Regions from separate parts of the Macaca mulatta genome. Here region 1 is linked to region 2. A link is a contact called in public Hi-C data. All regions are on one chromosome and are shown on one strand. The core of a region is the stretch at or near the end of the contact, and the rest is flanking DNA. Distances in the headings are between cores, read along the strand shown.

The links. Hi-C and Micro-C count contacts between places; a contact is called where the count stands out from the background.
Region 1: a Hi-C map of cortical neurons shows a contact between it and region 2, with 2.8 times the contacts expected there. The contact joins the promoter of SLC9A8 here to the promoter of B4GALT5 in region 2. A contact is called at or near these places in 3 of 14 Hi-C or Micro-C datasets (blood, cortical neurons and liver).

Annotation. Positions count from the first base shown.
Region 1 is chr10:102,645,074-102,651,869 of T2T-MMU8v2.0, reverse strand. It overlaps SLC9A8 (solute carrier family 9 member A8), which reads right to left and starts at 1,293. Exons shown (of 16, transcript XR_013400043.1): 1 at 1,217-1,293.
Region 2 is chr10:102,558,458-102,565,995 of T2T-MMU8v2.0, reverse strand. B4GALT5 (beta-1,4-galactosyltransferase 5) reads left to right here and starts at 3,146. Exons shown (of 9, transcript XM_077951982.1): 1 at 3,146-3,445. The coding sequence starts at 3,331.

The DNA of each region.
Region 1 (6,796 bases), core at 44-2,543, 88 kb before region 2:
GTGCTGCTGAGGCCCTGTTTAGTGTCTGGGATGGAGCAGTTGCTCAGTAAGTATCTGATTACATTAAATGACCCCCATATGGCCAAGAAATATATTTGAAAAGTTATCAGGTGAAGGAGTCCAGTATCAATGAAGGGGTTCCTTATTCATCTTCACGTACTCATTCCACAAACAGTGATAGGGCATCTACAATCTGCAACAGACTCTGCCTTGTAGGTATGGAGATGACTTTTGGACTTGCTCAAAAGTACCTGGAGGACACAGATCGTCCTTCCCTAACTCCCCTTGTTCAGCTAACCCCCCCTCCTCTTTACACACCAGCTATGCTGCCTGTCACTCAAAAGCACTAAACCCTTTCTTCAACCAGACCTTTTGAACTTAATGTTACTTCTCCTACCCCTCCTTCTGGTCATTCAAGTTTCTGCTGAATGTCACTTTTTCCTGAGTGGACTCCCCAACCCTAACTCTATTCTGCTTCCTTAGGAACACTTAACCCATTCATGGCAGAGATTGCAATTTTTAGAATTGCAGACATGTGAGAAAAATCAGACCTTGGCGATGACCTTGAGCAGTAGGATATAAATAACTCCCACATGCTTAGCGTTCCAATAACAGAACACTAGGCATAAATAGGGTTAATTAATCACGATCTGAAACCATCTTGACTAATTATGGTCTTCTTTTCCCACTAGAATGGAAGCTCCCAGAGAGCGGCTCCTGGTCGGCCTCCTTTCCTACCATGTGCCCAGGGCCTGGAATTGAGTAGATGGCTAACAGTTAATGACTGAACGAAACTTAGTGAAGGAGAAAGACATGAAAACTGATCGTTACAGAGGAGGAGACGACTGGCTACGTAGGACGTGGGTGTGGAGAACCCGGACGACTTCCTGGAGGAGGCGGAAGAGGCTCAGTAACCATGAGATAACCGAAAACTGGGAAAGTAAATACGGGTTTGCATTTTCTGCAAGGCCGCTCTGGGGGCCTGCGCTGGGCGGCGGATTCCCAGCTCGAGGGACCGACCTCCAAGAGAACGCAAGGCCCACCTGGGCCCAGGCCCGCCCATCCCGCCCCCCTCGTAGGCACCAGCTTGGTCAGTCCTGGCCAACCAGCAAAAGAAGCTCCGCCTTCCGGAGCCTGAGGGCCGACTGAGGCGCTCGCTGTCACCCGCCGGGGCCCAGCCCTGCCGCCTCTGCCGCCCGGGAAAAAGCCCACTCACTCCTCTTCCGCCATCTTCTCCCCCATCCAGCGGAGCTTCCAGGACCACCGAGTTCGGAGCTGCGGGGCTAGCAGGACCCGCTTTTGCTTCCGGCTTCCGCTGGAGGCGCGGGCGGGCGAGCGGGAGGCGGGGCCTCGGCCGCGCGGGGGCGGCCCTCTGTGCCTCCGTCTCAGTGGCCCGAGGGTGGGAGAAAGCGCGTGGGAGGACTGTTTCTTAGTCCCTCCCCGGGCTTTCGGGAAGCTTGTCCGGCCTGGGCAACATGACCACCTGGGCCCGAGAGATTCCGGCTTTTCCCCATCACAGGCCGGGGACGTTTTGAGGAAACTCCTGTGAGGTCACTGTGACTCACCCTGAGGGCAAGCAAGCACCCTCCGCCCAGTGCTCTCGACTTCGCTGTGCTAAAAGAGTTTGAAAAGGGATGCCCAGCCTGTAGCCTAAGCTGAGAGACCCCAGGGGGACACTTCCGCAACCCGAGCCTCAGTTTCCTTCGGCTGTGGAAAGAAATAACCGCCTGGACTTGACAGGACAGTGCAGCATTCCATCTGTAAACATGGATTGAATTCAGACTATATGCCTAGCGTTAAAATGGATGCTGATGATCTAGGGGTGGACCATTCATTAAACAGTTCATTGATTCAACACATGCTTAGTAGATGCCTTCTATGTGCCTAGCAGTGGCCGGTGGGGTGGGGATGCGGGGAGGGAACAAGGTGAGGTAGGAGGGGTAGGTGAGACCCCCATCGGGAGGACTGGGACCCTATCGTAAGGACTTTGGACTTTATTGACCGCTTCTGTTGCTACCTCCCTTCCTGATCCAAGCCACTCTATCTCATCTGGATAATTGCAAGGCTCCATTCAGGGTCTCTGACTCACCCCTGTTCCTTATGGATTTCCACACAGCAGCTGGAGTGATCCCTTAACTCATCACTCCTCTGCTTAAACCCTCCAATGGCTTCCAATCTCCATCAGAGAAAAAAACCTTGGGGAATGTACAGGACTCAACCCTGCCCCCTTTTTCCCCTCTGAAGTGTGTGGGAGGGGGACATGGGGCTCTATATCTCCCCTCCCACACACTTTCACTTTCCACTATTGTCACAGACTCACCAGGAATACTTCCATCCTTGCACTTGCTGAGCCTTTATCTAGAATGCTCTTCTTCTGGGTGGCTCTTTGGCTCCCACCTCTCCTAAGTTTGGCCTTTTATTTAACCCTTATCTTGTGTGTTAGACCTCCTTGACCACCCTACTTAAAATCCAAGGCCCCCCGCCTTCCCTAAACTGTTTTTCCACATGACACCTAACCCACCGTATGTTTTACTTATACACTTGTTTATTAACCATCTCCCTCCATGAGAACGGAAGCTTCATGAATGCAGAAATTTTTGTCTTTTGTTCTCCATTTTATCTTTAATGCCTACAACAGTATCTGGCACATAATAGACACTCAATAATAAATAATCATTGAATACATAAATCAGTTAATTCTAGGTGTGTTAGGAAGTCACAGAAGGGTTTTGAACTGAGAAGTAACATGAGCTTTACTGCCTGGGAGCTGACTGGGTGTTGGCGAGAGAGAGAGAGGATGGAAGCCCCAAAGCCAGTGAGGAGGCTTTTGCAATAATCTAGGTGACAGCTGATGGCAGTTTGGATGAAAGTAATACTGAGGAGGTGGCAGGAATGGTTGGACTCCTGGATGCATAACTGAAGATAGGGTTTGCTGATGGACTACGGCATCTGAAAGAGGATTTAAGCATGGTGTAAGGGTTTTGGCCCCGAAGAACTGGGTAGAGAAGAAATCTGGCTCTAACCTTGAGTTCTCCATCCTCTAAGGTCTCTTGAGATTGCTAAAGCTAACTGAGAGAATGTCATCAGGATCCACCAATGTTTGAGTAATAATAAACTTGCTTCCTTCCTGTGGGTGTGGTGTTGGGCTATTGTTTCCTTAATTCTTTACCTAGCTTTGAGGTAGATACCATCATTATCCACAGACACAGGGAAATCAAGGCGCTTGCCTGCATTCCCACAGCTAGCAAATGACAAGGCTAGGATTCAGGCACAGAGCCTGTGTTTTTAACCAGTAGCCCTGCTGCTCTCCACTGCCTTAATTTCTCTGGCTCTTAAATGGGGCTAATAACCTACCCTCCTCTGTTAGCACAGAGCCTGGCGGGAATGACCTGGTCTACAAAGGATTGAGAGTGGGGTTCTCTCTGGCCACACTTGTCAACTGAGGGCTTGAGGCTACTGTTTTCTACCAGCACCAATAAACCCCACGTGACTGGAATTCACCAAGCTGGAAACCCCACATAGCTGGAATTCACTGCTCTTCTCTAGCCTATGTCTCGCCTACTGCCCTTGCCACAGATTCTGCTGTCAAGGCCAGATGAGGGCTTTGTGATGGTCATGGAGTTCCTGACCTTGGCCTCTTCTGGGACTACCACTAACCATGAGGCTGCAGAGAACATGCTTTCATGCCCATGGGTGAGTCCTTGGCTCTTCTCACCTATTCCTGAGAATGAATCTAAAATCCCTGGTCCTTCCCCGAGGAAGATAAATAAAGCCATTCAATATGCAGTTTCTGGGCTCCTGTGCTATGTCAGGCCGAGAAGGGGCCAGCATATGGCACCACAAATTCTGGTGCCAGACAGAGCTAGTTCCCAACCCCTCCTCAGGACCTACAGTCTCCGTGACCCTGAGAGACTACAGCACACTCAGAGCCTCAGGGCCCCCTCATTTTTTTTTCCTTAATAACACTTTTCTTTAGAAGACTGTTACAAGATTAGAGAGAAAACTGCCTTTGCTGTCTTTTCTCTCTGCCTAGACAGCTCTGCCCGCTACCTCCAGTCTTCTCGTCATTCAGGTCTCAGCTTAAATGTCCCCCTCCTCAGGGAAGCCCTCCCTGACCAGTTTCTGTAAAGAGTTGGACAGTAAATATTGAAGTCTTTGTGGGCCGTACGATCGCTGTAGCAACAAATCAACTCTAGTTTGCGTGCAGCATAAATAATACAAATATAAATAGGCGTAGCTATGTTCCAACAAAACTTTATGGATACTGAAATTTGAATTTTGCATTACTTTCACATGTCATGAAATACCATTCTTCTTCGGATTTTTTTTTTTTTTTTTTTTTTTGAGACAGAGTCTCTGTCGCCCAGGCTGGAGTGCAATGGCGCGATCTCAGCTCATTACAACCTCCACCTCCCAGTTCAAGCAATTCTCCTGCCTCAGCCTCCCAAGTAGCTGAGACTACAGGCATGTGCCACCATACCCAGCTAATTTTTGTATTTTTAGTAGAGACAGGGTTTCACCATGTTGGCCAAGATGGTCTTGATCTCTTGACCTCGTGATCCTCCTGCCTCAGCCTCCCAAAGTGCTGGGATTACAGGCATGAGCCACCAGGCCCAGTCTGTTGTTGTTTTTTGAGATGGAGTCTCACTCTTTCACTAAGGCTGGAGTGCAGTGGCACAATCTCGGCTCACTGCAACCTCTGCCTCCTGGGTTCAAACGATTCCTGCCTCAGCCTCCCAAGTAGCTGGAATTACAGGCGTGTGCCACCATGCCCGGCTAATTTTTGTATTTTTAATAGAGACGGGGTTTTGTCACATTGGGCAGGCTGGTCTCAAACTCCTGACCTCAAGTGATTCACCTGCCTCAGCCTCCCAAAGTGCTGGGATAACAGGCATGAGCCACTGCGCCTGGACAATAATTTGATCCTTAATGCTTTTATTAAACAGGGAATCAAATTGGTTACCAGGTATATCAGTCAGGGTTCAATCAGAGAAGCAGAACCAAAAGGGGATATATTTTAAGAGCTTTATGGCAAAGAATTGGCTTAAGACAACACAAACGTATTAGCTTATAGTTCTGTAAGTTAGAAGATAAAGATTTTCACTGGCCTAAAATCAAGGTGTTGGCAGGGTCACATTCATTCTGGAGGCCTTAGGGGAGAATAAACTTTCTTGCCTTTTCTAGCTCCTAGAGGCTGCTTGCATCCCATGGCTCATAGCCCACTCCCTATCTTTAAAGCCAAGGACTGCATCACCCCATGCTCTACTTCTGATTCTGACTCTCGTCTTCCTCTTCCTCTTCCCCGCCACCCCACTGCCTTTTTTTTTTTTTTTGAGACTGAGTCTTGCTCTGTCGCCCAGGCTGGAGTGCAGTGGCATGATCTTGGCTCACTACAACCTCCGCCTCTGGGATTCAAGCGATTCCTGCCTCAGCCTCCCAAGTAGCTGGGGTTACAGGCGCCCGCCACCACACCAGCTAATTTTTGTAGTTTTAGTAGAGATGGGGTTTCACCATGTTGGCCAGGCTGGTCTTGAACTCCTGATCTCAGGTGATCCACCTGCCTTGGCCTCCCAAAGTGCTTGGATGACAGGCATGAGCCACTGCGCCCAGGCCCTCTTTCCCTTATTAGGACCCTTCTGACTACATTGGACCCACCTACATAATCAGAATAATCTCCCCATCTCAAAGTCAGCTGATTAGTACCCTACTTCCATCTGCAACCTTAATTCGTCCTTGCCCTGTAACATATTCACAGGGGCCAGCAATTAGCACATGGCCATCTTTGGAGGGCCATTATCCTACCCACCACACCATAGGAAAAATAAGATCTGTTGGACTTCTCTTCAGGTTTTTTGTTTTTTGTTTTTTGAGACAGAGTTTCACTCTTGTTGCCCAGGCTGGAGTGCAATGGCACAATCTCGGCTCACTGCAACCTCCACCTTCTGGGTTCAAGAGATTCTCCTGCCTCAGCCTCCCGAGTAGCTGAGATTACAGGCATGTGCCACCACATCCGGCTAATTTTGTATTTTTAGTAGAGATGGGGTTTCTCTGTGTTGGTCAGGCTGGTCTCGAACTCCCGACCTCAGGTGATCTGCTCGCCTTGGCCTCCCATAGTGCTGGGACTACAGGCGTGAGCCACCACGCCCAGCCCTCTTCATGTATTTTTGTTATCTATTATCATTTCATGTTGATTTATATATGGGAAAGAGTGGGGCGTAATTTCTTTAATACCTTTGGATGTTAACATTTTAATCTGGCCCTGACCACTTAGCATATAACAGGCACTAGAATTACTAAGCAAAAATAGAAAATCTGGGCTTGTAGAATTCAGTGGAGTCAGGTGTAATTCTCTGAGAAAGTTTGTGAAAAAATCTGCGCAGATTCCAGGTAGTGCATAGTGACTCACAGCTGTAAACCCAGCACTTTGGGAGGCCGAGGTGGGTGGATCACCTGAGGTCAGGAGTTCAAAACCTCCTTCACCCTCACCTGCTTTGTGTCCTCCCCACTGTCCCCACCCTAAGACCTGGTGACCGATAGAAACACTTGCTTCCTTGGCTTACTTTTTTTCTTTCTCCCTTTAAAAAAAAAATCATAGTTTTGACTGGACGTGGTGGCACACACCTGTAATCCCAACCACTTGGGGGGCTGAGGCAGAAGGATCACTTGAACCTGGGAGGTGGAGGTTGCATTAAGCCTAGATCGCACAACTGCACTCCAGCCTGGGCGACAGAGGGAGACTCCGTCTCAAAAAAGAAAAAAAAAAAAAAGAAGAAGAAGAAGAAAAGAAAAATGAAAA
Region 2 (7,538 bases), core at 1,897-4,396:
TTATTTATTTTTGAGATGGAGTCTTACTCTGTTGCCCAGGCTGGAGTGCAGTGGTGTGATCTCAGCTCATTGCAACCTCCACCTCCAGGGTTCAAGCAATTCTTGTGCCTAATTTTTGTGCAAAAGTTTTGTATTTTGCTTTTTTTTTTTTTGAGATGGAGTCTCACTCTGTTGTCCAGGCTGGACAACAGGCTGGTGTGCAATGGCACAATCTCGGCTCACTGCAACCTCTGCCTCTCCCTCCCAGGTTCAAGCAATCCTCCTGCCGCAGCCTCCCGAGTAGCTGGGAATAGAGGCACATACCACCACGCCCAGCTAATTTTTGTATTTTTTAGTAGAGATGGGGTTTCATGATGTTGGCCAGGCTGGTCTCAAACTCCTGACCTCAAGTGATCTGCCTGCCTCAGCCTCTCAAAGTGGTGGGATTACAGGTGTGAGCCACTCACTGTACCTGGCCTAAAACATAACCAATTTATTTTGATGCCTTATTATTTTAGATAGGTCAGAAGTAGAGATTGATCATTGGTACACAGTTTAGATGTAGGAAGGTTTCTCTTTCTCTGTCCAGAATAGACTAGGTATTACAGAATGTTATGGTATAATTGTTAATTCTCTTAATATTACTGTGGTTCTGAAGGATAATGTAATTTTCCTTAGGATTTGCTACTGAAGTATTAAGGCATGAAATATCAGTAAGGCAGCAACTTACTCTGTTTACTGTTTTTTGAGTCAGGGTGTCGCTCTGTCTCCCAGGCTGGAGTGTAGTGGCACTATCTTGGCTCACTGCAACCTCCACCTCCTGGATTTAAGAGATCCTCCCACCTCAGCCTCTCAAGTAGCTGGGACTATAGGCACACGCCATCACGCCCAGCTAATTATTTTGTATTTTTTGTGGAAATGGGGTTTTGCCGTGTTGGCCAGACTGGTCTCAAACTCCTGAGCTCAAGCAATCCGTCTGCCTTTGCCTCCCAAAGTGCTGGGATTACAGGCATAATTGCCCGGTCTACCTTTAATATTTAGCAAAAAATAAAAATTTTCGACATATGAATATAGATACATACATGTGGAAAAATGATAAGAATGATCAAATCCAGGTGGGGAGTGTGTGGATGATGCTTCCACTATTCTTTCAACTTTTCTATATGTTTGAAAATGTTTCATAGATATGAGGGTTGGGAGGGGCCATTGTGTGGGCCAACAAAGTATTTGTAAGTCAGATGATTCTGGCTAGTCTGGGATTTCTGGTCCAGGGCCTTACCTGCACTATTTCATCTAATCCACATCACATCCCTGTGGGGTGGGCAGCACTGGGTCTGGTTCACAGGTGATGAATAGAGAAGCTCAGAGACGTAAGTGACTTTCCAGAGTCACACAGCCAGGAGAGGCCAAGCCGAGATTTGAACTCACATCTGTCTCAGTCAAAATTCTCTGCTTTCCTTTTTTGTTGTTTAAGCCTCTTCTCTTCCACCATACCATTCCCCAGGGGTATTGAATTAGGTGACAGCTAAGCGCATTTACTATGTGCACTTTGCGTGTATCACTTAAATTCTCACAACAACCTGATGAGGTTGCTAATAACCTCCTCCATTTTACCGAGGCACAGAGAGTTTAACTTGTGTTAACTCTAACACAAGTCACACAGCTAACAATGGAAAAGCCGGGAGTCAGAGAACCTGGGCAGTGTGGCTCTAGACGCCCCACTCAAAGGATCAAAGAAACACTGTAAAAAGTAGAAATCACTTTAGGAATATAAATCAGGATTATTTTTGATTCTCACAGAATCTCTGCAAAGTCCTCTCCCCTCCCTACTGCTTCCAGCATTCCAAGATAGTACTCTAGTTTCAGATATGTCTACACCGGGGACACTGGCCTCTCCAGTCCAGCTCCTTGAAGCTACTGCTTCTTGCCATAAATTTCTAGGACTGTTCATTGCCTTCTGAGGTCCTTTGAGCTGATGCTGATCTGAAAGCATTTTTTTGGATATGGTCCCACACCCAGGTGATGGGGATAGGATACCGATTTGTCTGCAGGATAAGAATTAGAGGCCACACAGACTGCTGAGACAGTTACAACCTAGAGGTCAAGGGCCTGACATGGGAGACAGGCTAGTTTTGATTTGAGCCCTTGATGCAAGGCTTGGGTGAATTGCCTTTCCATCCAGAAACCTCAGTTTCCTCACTTGTACAATAGCAATAATAACAACACACATCTCAAGACTAGTGGGGGAATTTCATTGCATTAGTAAAGTCCATGTTTCTCAGCAGAAGTCTAGAGACATCGACAATTGTTATCACTATGCTATTTCTGATACAGTAGGATGTGGACCCCAACTAGAGCTCCAAGTTCATCCCTACTTCCCCCACTACTTCACTGAATTTTATTCATGTTGGCCTTGGATTCAACTCGGGGGCAGATCAGCCCTTTTCCTACCTCAGGGCCTTTGCACCTGCTGTTCCCCCTGGTATGACTGCTTTTTCCCCAGGTTATTCTAAAAAGCTGGCGCTTTCTCACCCTTTTATGTCTCAGCTCATGTCACTACTCAGTGAGGCCTTTCTTGACCACTCCAGCCTGCCTGCAATACATCCTCCTGTTTTATCGTATTCATATGTGTTACCAGTACCTGATATTACTAGTTGATTTGTTTCTTTTACCTCTCACATAATTTAAGTTTCAAGAAGACAGATTTTTATCGTTTTTTCCTCTGTAGCATGCCCAGCGCCAACAACTGTATCTGGCATTCAATAAGTAAATGGTGAATTGAATAAATGAATGAATGAATGAGGGTGTATACCAGGCCGAATCCCCAAGCCTTTCAATCCCCACTCATCTGCTGCAGTGGGCAACGAAACGAGTCAGACTTTGTAGATGGTCCCTTGGCCCCCGAGATGGGGGCGAGCGAGCGCGGAGCACTTGGGAGACGTTCCCCGTAAGCCTGGGCGGTGGCCGCACTGGGAGAGGGGCTGTCGCCATTTGGCGATATTCCATGCAGGCTGCCGTGGGGGCCGGGCGAGGGTCGGCAGCGAGCGCAAGCGCGCGGGTCTTTTGCGACGGTGCCCGGCGGCGCTGGCCCCGCCTCCCGCGCGTGCGCCCCGCCCCGCCCCCGCCGCTGCGCCCGCTCAGGGCCGCTCTGGCCCCCACCCGCTTCATGTGGCCCGGCCCGCGGCGGCCGGCGGCTGGGAGCGGCGAGGCGGCGGCGGCGAGTGGCGGCCCGCGAGGCCCGGGAGGCGGTGGCCGAGGCCCAGGCGGTGGCGGCGGCGGCCCAGGAGGCGGCGGACGGGGAGCGGCGGGAGCAGGCCCAGCCCGGCTCTCGAGCGGCCGCCCGGCTGCAGCATGCGCGCCCGCCGGGGGCTGCTGCGGCTGCCGCGCCGCTCGCTGCTCGCCGCGCTCTTCTTCTTTTCTCTCTCGTCCTCGCTGCTCTACTTCGTCTATGTGGCGCCCGGCATAGGTAGGAAGGGGGTTTGGGACCCCGTCGGCTGCCGCTCTGGCCTTGAGGGACCCGGGGAATCCCCGCCCCTCCTGGGGGCCCCGGCCAGGAGGCGGCCTCCAGCCTGGTCCTCCGGACTCCGGAGTCCTGGCCTGGCTCTCGGGGACCCCAGGACATTCCTGCCCTCCGCACCCCAGCAGGCTCCCGGGACTCCTCTCCCGCGCCAGCCTCCGGCCCACCCCGCCCCTCATAACGCCGCCCTCGCGAACCGGACGGTGCCTTCACGCCCGCCCCTTGCTCCGGGACCCCCTTCCCGCTCTTGCCTCGCTGGAACTCCCACGTCCTGCTCCGCTGCTCGAGAACTCCCGCTTCCCTTTCCCGTCCCCGGGGTCTCCTGGAACCCCCATTCCCGGCATTCCCCGCACCCCAAGCCCCCGCGGCGCGCCCGCTCCTTGCCAAGCCCATGTGCCCGGGTCTCAGGCCGCCCCACCTTCTGGCTCCCATCCGTCCTCCCCCACTCCCCGTGACTCCATCGTTTCCTGCTCCCGTGAGCCCCCTCCCTCCCCTTTTTTCCACCACTTCCCCCATTACATCCACCTCCAGGTCCTCCGTAACTCACGTTCACTTCTTCAGTGGCCTGATCTCTCTGCCTGTCCGGTGGCACCCCCCTTCTCCTTACAGAGGTCCACCCCCATTCAGTCTCCTGCTAACCCCCTGAGCGTCCCATGCCTCTTCCCCGTCTCCTCCTGCGCCCACCTCGCGTATCCACAAGGGCACATCCTTGTAAACTTTGCCCCCAGCCCCTCAGCCTTTCAGCCACAGCTGCTTTCTCAACTGAAGACCTGGGGAAGGGGTGCTGTCTGTGTTCTCCTTTCTTCCACTTCTGCCCTCTCCTAGCCTTGCGGGTAGATAGTGGTTCTTCAGTATTGCATAGTGCCTGCTCTGGGGACAAAGGGAAAGTTTAAATTGGCCCTAGAGAAGGGGATATGGCTGGGGCCTTTGGGAAATGGTACCAGGTGAGAAGGGGGAGCATGGAGGAAAGATGTAATGGGTACTCCTTCTTTTCAAAGTCTTATCCTTTAAAGGAAAGGCAGTCTCTGGAGAAACTGACCCTGCCACCCCTCCCCCGCCCGCCCCAAGCATAGTCTTTTATAAGACCACAGGGCACCATTTAGGACAGGAAGAGATCAGAAGGAAAGACAGCATGATGGTTAAGAGTGGAGGACACAGAGGTCAGACTTGCATTCCAATCTCTGCCCTGTATGACCTTGGGCAGGTTACTAAGCCTTAGCTTTTCTCCTCTGTAAAATGGGAATATGCAGCCCAGTCTCATACGGTGTTAAGGATGGAAGTAGATACATGTTCTTTAAAAGCACTCACCACTGTACCTGATGCTTGAAGAGTTTTAAAAATAAGTAAATGCAGCTATTACATGTAACTTCCAGGAAGAAGGGAGTTAGGTGGAAGGCTTAAGGAATGTGTTTGCCTGACTTGGCATCACTATGAGGAAACCTCAGTTTATGGTGAAAAATGATCAGAAGATGCTGTTGGGGCAGGGGCAGGAAGAGTAAATTCTGCTAGAAACATGTTGGATTATATGGATTTTAGGAAAGGGTTGATGGTTTAGTTTAGGGAAATGCCTTTTAGGATTGTAGCAATAACTAGTGCTATTCTCTGTTGACCTGTCAACACAGAACTAGCTGAATAGAGAAATTTCCACATAGAGCAGGAGATCGTCTCCTGATTATTTTTTAAAGCATATTTTACTTGTGGTTAATGTTGATGTTTTGAACTATCAACTAGATCTGGAAAGATAGAACAGGCAGCATCAGATTGCCCTGTTTACAAAGTGTCATAGGGAAAAGTGTCCCTCTAGGAAGGTATAATATGTGGCCTGATGGATTTGATGAGTAGATTGTAAAAGGGTTGCGATTCTGGCAGAACAGGAGCAGATAACTCATTAGTGGAATTAACTGAGAAAAGAGTTCATTAGCATGTTGGCTATTAGACTTTAATAAAAATGGGTGTGAAAAGATGGGATTTGGACCTAGAGGCAGTCTTAGAGCCGTAAGCCTTTTTTTCTCCTTTTGTGAAAGTGACAGGTACTTCTGGTCTGAGTCCATAAATCAACTATATCTAAATGGAATACTGTATCTACTGGGATGGTAATCACCCTTTTGATAGAAAGATTAGAAGCCAGATTCTCCAACAGAAATGGAACTTATCAGTTTAATTAAGATTCCTCAACAGTAGATTTTTAGGTCAGTGGAACCCCTGTGTAAAGCGATGAGCTACTGCCGTGCCTAGAATCCTGTATCACTGATAGCTGAAAAAGAGGCAGAACAGTTACATTTTCACTAGTGCTGTATCTCTTTGAATGTAAGCCTTCTGAAGGGGAATTCTACTTAGGATGGAAATTTTGTTCGTGGGAAAGGGGAACAGTAAAAAAAAGGATGTGGAGTAGTTACATTTAGCTGTTTGCCCTTCCTACTAATGATTTTTTTTTTTTGGATACAGTGTCTCGCTCTGTTGCCCAGGCTGGAGTGCAGTGATGCTCATAGCTAGCTGCAGCCTTGATCTCCTGGGCACAAGTGATCCTCCTGCCTCAGCCTCCTGAGTAGGTGGGACTACAGGTACATGCCACCCTGCCTGGCTAACTTTTAAAACAGTTTTTTCTGTAGAGACAGGATCTCACTATGATGTACAAGCTCTGTTGAAATTAAATTTTTCGAATGTCTAGCTTTGGACAGTGGGGTGGCACATTTTTTCAAGGTTAAGGCAATCTGGGGAAATAAAAGGTTGGTTTGTGTTCCTTGGGATATGAAGACCTTATTTAAACAGTTATTAAAATGCGCTTAGAAAATAATATTAGGTTGGCTGGGCGCAGTGGCTCACGCCTGTAATCCCAGCACTTTGGGAGGCTGAGGTGGGTGGATCATGAGGTCAGGAGTTCAAGACCAGCCTGTCCAAGATGGTGAAACTCCGTCACTACTAAAAATACAAAAATTAGCTGGGTGTGGTGGCAGGTGCCTGTAATCCCAGCTACTCAGGAGGCTGAGGCAGGAGAATCGCTTGAACCCAGGTGGCAGAGGTTGCTATAAGCTGAGATTGCACCACTGCATTCCTGTCTGGGCAATAGAGTGAGACTCTGTCTCAAAAAATAAAAATAAAAATAACATTAGGTTGAGCCATATGAAATTTCTGTTTTTTGCAGGACAAAAAGAGTTGCCTATCAGCAGTTTCATGTAGTTCACTTTACTAAATTTCCCAATGACAATTCTGCTTTCTGGCACAGTGGAAAGTGTTGGACTTGTATTTCCTTCTAAGTTTAACTTTTTCCAGTGCTTGCTTTTGATTTGCTTTGTATACCCTGTGGCTACGTTGTGCTCAAGGGCTAGAGATATCTTCACTCCAAGAATATATTACAATTATATTCAGAAATAGTAGACTTGAATTTGAAATAAGAAAAATCATGTAGCTATAAATGTTTTGAATTGTCCATATATACTGCAACCCAGCCAAAATTTTAGCCTAACCATTAACTTAGTATTTTTGAGATCTCATGCCACTTAATATGGGTGACCCGTATTCTAAGAGCAAAGGAAACTTTTCTTGGACTTGAGAGTCATCTGTGAAATGGGGTACCATCTCACCTAGAAAACTGGATATGAGGAAAATTACTAAACAAGACTATTTTTTTTTTTTTTTTTTTTTGAGACGGAGTCTGGCTCTGTCGCCCGGGCTAGAGTGCAGTGGCCGGATCTCAGCTCACTGCAAGCTCCGCCCCCCAGGTTTACGCCATTCTCCTGCCTCAGCCTCCCGAGTAGCTAGGACTACAGGCGCCCGCCGCCTCGCCCGGCTAGTTTTTTGTATTTTTTAGTAGAGACGGGGTTTCACCGTGTTCGCCAGGATGGTCTCGATCTCCTGACCTCGTGATCCGCCCGTCTCGGCCTCCCAAAGTGCTGGGATTACAGGCTTGAGCCACCGCGCCTGGCCTAAACAAGACTATTAATAGTGTGTTTGCAAAAAATATAAAGTGCCCTCAGCCATAATAATCCCATTTGATCCATTTAATGTTTTAAAAGTATGGCTTCGTTGGGATTTTTTTTTTTTC